2 separate regions of the Mus musculus genome follow, and region 1 is linked to region 2. Evidence: chromatin contacts called from public ChIA-PET data. All regions are on one chromosome and are shown on one strand. Each heading gives the region's core, a stretch centred on a gene start, on an enhancer-like site or on the middle of the called end of the contact. The rest is flanking DNA. Distances are from core to core; before and after follow the strand shown. Region 1 has its middle 140 kb from the start of 4933430N04Rik. Region 2 has its middle 140 kb from the start of Gm39127.

Region 1 (3,310 bases), core at 12-2,511, 130 kb after region 2:
AAACAATAGATTCCATCAGTGCTCCTCCCTGGGCAGAAACTGCTACAGTCAAACAAAACAGGAGAAACCAGGGATGACCCCAGAGCATCTTCAAAGCCCAGCAAAACTTCCCCGCGGTTTTTGAGTCAAACTTGATAGTCCATGGAATAGCTCACCTGCCGCCAGAGACTTGTTTACTGCACTCTGATATGATCAAACAAATGCTCAGAAACTGGGGTAGATCCACACTTAGAGAAACAAACCTGTAGTGAAACTCAGCTGCAGAACCCGGATGAGAATTAATTGTCTCAAAAACCCTCAGCCCGTGGCTCCACCAGCCCAACAAGGCTGTGTCTTTATTAGTAATCAGAAGGAATTTGGTACATTGAACACTTTATCACAAGCCATGCTCACGGGTGAATTCTAATTAAAGCAGTTTTATGGCTTAAGAGACAGCCCAAACTTAAAAACATTTTTAAGAAAGGGAAGCTGCTACAAAGCCAGAAGACTGTGAGCTGATCTGTTTGTTTAACCCAGGTGGGCTCTAGAGTCAGTTACGTTCTCTTGTTTATAATTATTTGGGGGTTTGGAGGAGCCTCGAGTGGCTTTTTCCTCTCTCCTTTAAATTAAAGAGCAGCGTGCAGGCTGCTCCATTCGGTTCTGCTTGGGTAAGCCTCTACAGTGAATTGGGGTGTCCCATCACTTCCTGGAGGAACAGTTGGCTGCTGAGAGCAGGTTTATTTAAAGCAAGAAATTTCTTTAAATAAGTCTTTGGTCACGCTGTGGAGGGGGTTGCAAATGCAGCCTGACTGAGACTACCCATGCATGGGGGAGCCTGTAAAGGAATCTCTGCTTGTCTAACCATGTAAGTCCTAAGGAAGGCTTTATTTTAAATTCGAGACTTTATGTTCATTTTATTATACACAGTCTTAATTTGCGCCTCAAAAGAGGGGGCTCCAGGGCGGACATAAAATTAACTTCTCTTTCAGTGTGCTAACCTTTTGGTTTTAATTTATTCACTTGTCAATCTTATGAATGCCTGGTGAACTCAGGCTATTGATTTCCGTGGCCAATGCTATTTTTCCTGTTTATTATAATATATTGTCCCATTGTTACCAGCGCTTGCACTCAGCTAGATTTCCCACACAGTGGACAGGAAACCGTTCCATGGCATCAGACTTCCTTAGATTGATTTTCCAGAGGCTGGGAGGGACCTGCCCACTCCTAGCTCTTTGTGCTGGGACAGCCCAAGGGCCCCAGCAGGCCTCCTTGGACACTTCCTCCCAGGCCCCAGAGTGGGGGTGGCCTGTCGCCCCTCCCGAGACAGTCCCCGCAGCCCTGGGAAACGCTCCTTATCAGTGCCAAGGTTATGTCATTTCTTTTTACATACGATGTTTATTGTTTTTAGAGCCAGCACTGTGGGAATGTTCTTTTCAAGCGCGACAATAGGGCAGCCACAGAGGCAAACTGGTGAATCCCCAGCCCGGAGTTGCGGGCCGTCCATGCAGCTGGGTAGGGTGGCTCTGCGCAGGCTCCTGATTAATTGATTCAAAGATTTAGCACCAGTCTTTAACCGGGATCTTGCCTGTGGGTTGCTTAAAACACCAAGAACGCTTTTAAGGTGGTCCAGGAAATGAATCTGTTCCTTGCTCCGCCTCCCTTCCCCCACTCTAACTCCTTCCGCTCTGCCCTCCTCTCCCTCCTCCACATCTTCTCTCCTCAGTTCCCGGCTTTCCCTCTCTTCCTCTCTCCCTCCCTCCTCTCAACACTGCTGTTACTATTTTTTTTTCCTAAATACCCCCAAGCTTTGAAGGCAAGCATCAGCACGCAACCCATGATTTGGGATTTAAGAGACACCTGCCCTACATATAGGCTCCCAGTTTGAAATAATTTGAAACTCAACAAATTGCCTGAGACAACACATGTGGGGTTTTCATATTTTAGAAAAGTAGGTCGCTACAATTATTGACTTGCTCGAGTATGCACTATCAAACTAAAAATCATTATAATTTTTCTTATCATAAATTTGCTTTCTTAGGAATAGTTTACTGTGAAAATTTACCCATACCATGTAGTAGATAATATTATTTTTAAAAACTGGGTGCTATGCTTTGGAAGGAGTTATTAATTTACAGCCTGAAATCACGTATCCCCCACCCCCACCCCCCTAGGAATTCATTATCAATTAGAGAATCTCCTCCAGGAGGCGGGCAGATGAAAGAGTTCCAACCACAGGCTCAGTCCACCGAGGCGCTGGTGTGTGAAAGGCACTTTGGAGTCTCCTGGTTCCTCTGATTGAAGTGCAGGGGTTTGCGGGGATGGGAGGAAGAGAGAGCATTTGTTCTAAGGACTCCATCAAGGAGAACCCAGCTTGGGCATCTGAGAATACATCCTGAGGCCAGGGACGTAGCTTCTGCTGAAGGTTGCAGTTGCCCAGCAAGAATCCTTGCTATTGACAGAGACCCAGGGAGATTCAGGTTCAGATCAGTTGAAAATATAGATCCCACTTGTTTACCTCCGCAGGGGTGGCACTCACGGGGGTGGGGGGGCACTCACAACTTTTGCTGAGTTTCTGTGAACCATCTTGGAGGTTTAAACTGTCTAGAACCGGTGGGATCTCAGACAGGCTTTCAGATCTGTATACATTAGAGAACCTTGAGTTGCTCTTTGACTCGCTTGGAAACGGGTGGTATTTGAGACCCACTTTTGTCTTGGGAAGAAGCCACCAAATAGATGGTTTCCCTCTTAGGGGAGCAGGCATTTCCTTCTTAGTGAATACATACGGTGGATTCAGTTTGACTTGACCAGGTTCTAGGGGATGTGCAGGTAAGTTCTGCTTCACAGCAAAATGGAAATATTCATAGACAAGACACTAATTCTGTCTCCCAGAAGGGGCTGCGAGCTACCTCAGAGTTGCTTTGAATCATAGCAGAAGCAGGCAGACCATGGAGAAGGCCAGAGAACAGGTCATTTGTCTCTAAGGGGCATTTCCTGGTGTTGTCTGTATCCTTCTTTTCTTTTTAAAGACATGGTTGTAAAGATTTACCTTTGTTTACCCTTGCATTCCTCTGTCTGTGTGTGTGTGTGTGAAAATGTACCCCATGTATGTGCAGGTGCCTACTGAGGTCAGAGAAGGTATTAGATCTCCTTGGAGGTGCAGTTAGTTGGATTCTGATAATGGATGCTGGGAACACAATACTGATTCTCTTAATGAGAAGCTGAAAAACCAGCCTGCCTCTCTCTTAGGCTTAGAAGCCATCCTACAGTAACAACAAGCTAAGCTTATCCCTGTTTGTGCTTGTTATGCTATACCTCTGTTTCTCAAGGATTG
Region 2 (2,888 bases), core at 318-2,817:
CCACCACACCCAGCCTTTTCAAAATTATTTTTTTATATGTCTGGGCATTTTGCCTGAATAAACATGTCTCAGGACCCTGGATCTAGAGTACTGATAGCTGTGAGATGCTAAATGAGTGCTGGGAATCTAACTGTAGCTCTTTGGAAGAATAGTCAGTGCCTTCACCTGCTGAGCCAACTCTCTAGCCCATATATTTCTAAACCTGTTTGGTCTGTATAATGTTACATGTATGTGTTCAGGATGGACTGTTGGACACTGACATTATTTCATTTATCTTGGTAGAAGTTTTACAAGAGGAAGTTCACTGATGTCCACATAGCTTAATTGATGATGAACACATCTGGGAAGCCTTTAGGATATGTTATTCATACCAAACAGTTTGAAAAGATGGGAAAACAGGATATGAAAAAGACAGTGTTTTAAAGGGGAGCAATTCATTTAGATATCACATGCGTGTGATGTTCATCATAGAAGTAAGAGGAGGGTTTGAGCTCACAGAACAGCATGGGCTCCTGGGGATATGCAAAGCCTCTCACATAGTTGGTTTGAGTCAGAAGATGGAAGCGTGTGTTCTCAGCACAGTGCATGGGTGATGATGTGAAGACATGTAGATTTCATGTTTTTCTTGTGCTCCTTTTTCATGTCAACATGAGCTTAAGATATTTCCAGGTCTTCCATCGTCCAGTTTTCCTGGAGAACTGTTCGTATGTGTTTCTTTACACATAAGTGTATTTCCTATCCCTCCATATTCAGCCAGCATTAAAAAGAAAAAAAAAATAAGAGGTCAGTGAACTCATTTCTAATAACCCTCTTCTGTAGTTCCCCAGCTAAAGGATAGCGTTTCCTTCTGCCAAGGAGCAAAGACAACAGGGTAAGATACGGCATCTCACTGACAGGAAGGTGACTTCCAAAGCACTCTATGTCCTAGATTTGTTCTTGGGACCTCGGGTGCGGGAAGTTGGAAATCAGATATATGAGAAATTGGGGAAGATCTTTAACTTTTCCACTTTTACAGCCCATCATTTCCAGAGGAGCCCTTAGGTCTCCTGGGCAAAGGAGAGAGCAAGAAACTAAGGTGCTAAGGAGAGAGGGGAGTCCAGCATTGGTGTGGTTGCAAACCCAGGCACGGGTGGCTATGTGCAGCTAGGCTGTTTGAGCTGTGGAGTAGACAAGGGTGTTTCTAGAGCCCAGAGAAGCTGCCAGGGAAGCATGGAGGTTGAAGTGTCTGGACCCCAGAATGTAAAGAGGAAACAGCAGACTGGTTAAAACACTGCTGCCTCATTCCACCGGAGGTACACATGAGGGAGGGATGACGAGACTGCATCTTTAGCCCAACAAGGAAATTCGACACTCCAGCACATTTCCCCTACAAAACAAGTTTCATTTCATTCCCAGCGATGGGGAGGCAAAGAGACATTTTGGGGTATACAAGATGACTGTTTCGGCCACTGGGCCATGGAGAGCCTTGCTACAAAAGGTAACTCTCAATCATGGCTGTTTACTCAATGCCGAGAGCCACTGCAGGTCACGCTGTTTGCCTGGTGCCACTTGGTCTGCCTCGCTGCCTTCCTGGACAGGAAGCCCTTAAGATTAAAGATTATATTTTTTTTATGGTTGCATGCCTGCCTACTGCAAACTATTAGCCAAAGAGAAATAAATGTAGCTAGAAGTCCATTTGCAGAGAGGATATTAACAATCATTTGTGTGTGTGACATACTAAAAAAATAAAGGCAAATCAAGGAGAGGGATGGGGAGGGGGGAACAGCAAACTCACAGAGTGGGACACTGGGGTGGGTAGTTCTGTCCTTCTCATGTTTGAGATGGGTGTCGCATTGTCATTAAAGTGAAATTGAAAAAGAACTTAGCACGGGACATTAGCAGACAGAGGGCCTCATCTTTCTCTCTCCTCGGTTGTCCTTCACAGAGCATTGTTTTGCAGAGCCATATCTGGGCGAACGGAAGCCCATAAGTATCTGGAAACTGAGGCTTCATGGGCCTGCAGGAGGGAGAGGAAACCAAGGCTTCACATGCCTGCAGGAGGCAAAGGAAGGCTGCTTGTTCCTCCCCAGCAGCCTCTGCTGGGCAGCCTCTGCTTCTGCGGAACACGTTGTGGAAACTCAGCTTCTTCCTACGAACCTGATGAGCGAGTTATGGTTTGGTGTTTCATAATCATGTGATTTGGGTTTATATTTTTGTACTTAACATTTGTCAAAGTAAAGCAGCAAGCTCAACGGATGGATAAATACCATTTTTAAGAATCCTTAGCCTTTCAGAGAGAATTACTGCTAATGCAGAAGAAAATTCCCATTGTTTTCTCCAATGCAGGCTGCTTTTATATTGTACTTAAACACTCGGAGCTCTGAAAGTAAGCTTTAAGAGATGAGATTTGAGGAGCTGTAGACCTGTGGGTGTGTCCATGTGTACTGAGGTATCCAAGGCGACAGAGACAAAGGTGTGTTGACAGTGTCTACAAAGAAGTTCTAAGATGTTTGACTCCTTCAGATTGGTTGTTTACCATCAGTGGATCACAAAAAAACATTTAGACAATCCATACCATAGAAAGCAGCATAACCAAATAATTCTTGTGGTTTTTATTAAAGCAACTGATTTTGAATGTGTACTAGTTATTATCCACATTAATTTGGTGTTCTTAGAAAAACCAGATGACGAAATGTTTGGCATTAGTGAAAGGATTTTCTTTTCTGAAAAAATATTATAGCAGTTTCATATTCTAAGCAGGAAAATATTATAAAATATAACATTTGATTTAAAAGCATGATATACACACACATATTTTAAAGAAAAAAATAAAACGTTCAGGGGAGAAAGCAGTTCCTGAGAATCCCCTTGCTGAATAATAACTGCGAGTATGTTCCAAGTGCGTGCAT

Evidence for each region. ChIA-PET counts read pairs in DNA pulled down with a chosen protein or histone mark.
Region 1: an H3K27ac ChIA-PET map of liver shows a contact between it and region 2, with 9 times the contacts expected there. The contact joins two enhancer-like sites. A contact is called at or near these places in 10 of 484 Hi-C or Micro-C datasets (cerebral cortex, embryonic stem cells, liver and 3 more) and 2 of 115 datasets of contacts at active chromatin or transcription factors (embryonic stem cells and liver).

Annotation. Positions count from the first base shown.
Region 1 is chr8:8,993,465-8,996,774 of GRCm38.p6, forward strand. No RefSeq gene overlaps it. Among named protein-coding and RNA genes, the nearest start is that of 4933430N04Rik, 140 kb to the right of the region's middle. Within about 2 kb of position 1,262, at least 105 of the 459 cell types and tissues checked have an H3K27ac peak or open chromatin away from gene starts, as enhancers often do. A contact at or near this core is called in liver, where this site is marked.
Region 2 is chr8:8,866,049-8,868,936 of GRCm38.p6, forward strand. No RefSeq gene overlaps it. Among named protein-coding and RNA genes, the nearest start is that of Gm39127, 140 kb to the left of the region's middle. Within about 2 kb of position 1,568, at least 6 of the 459 cell types and tissues checked have an H3K27ac peak or open chromatin away from gene starts, as enhancers often do. A contact at or near this core is called in liver, where this site is marked.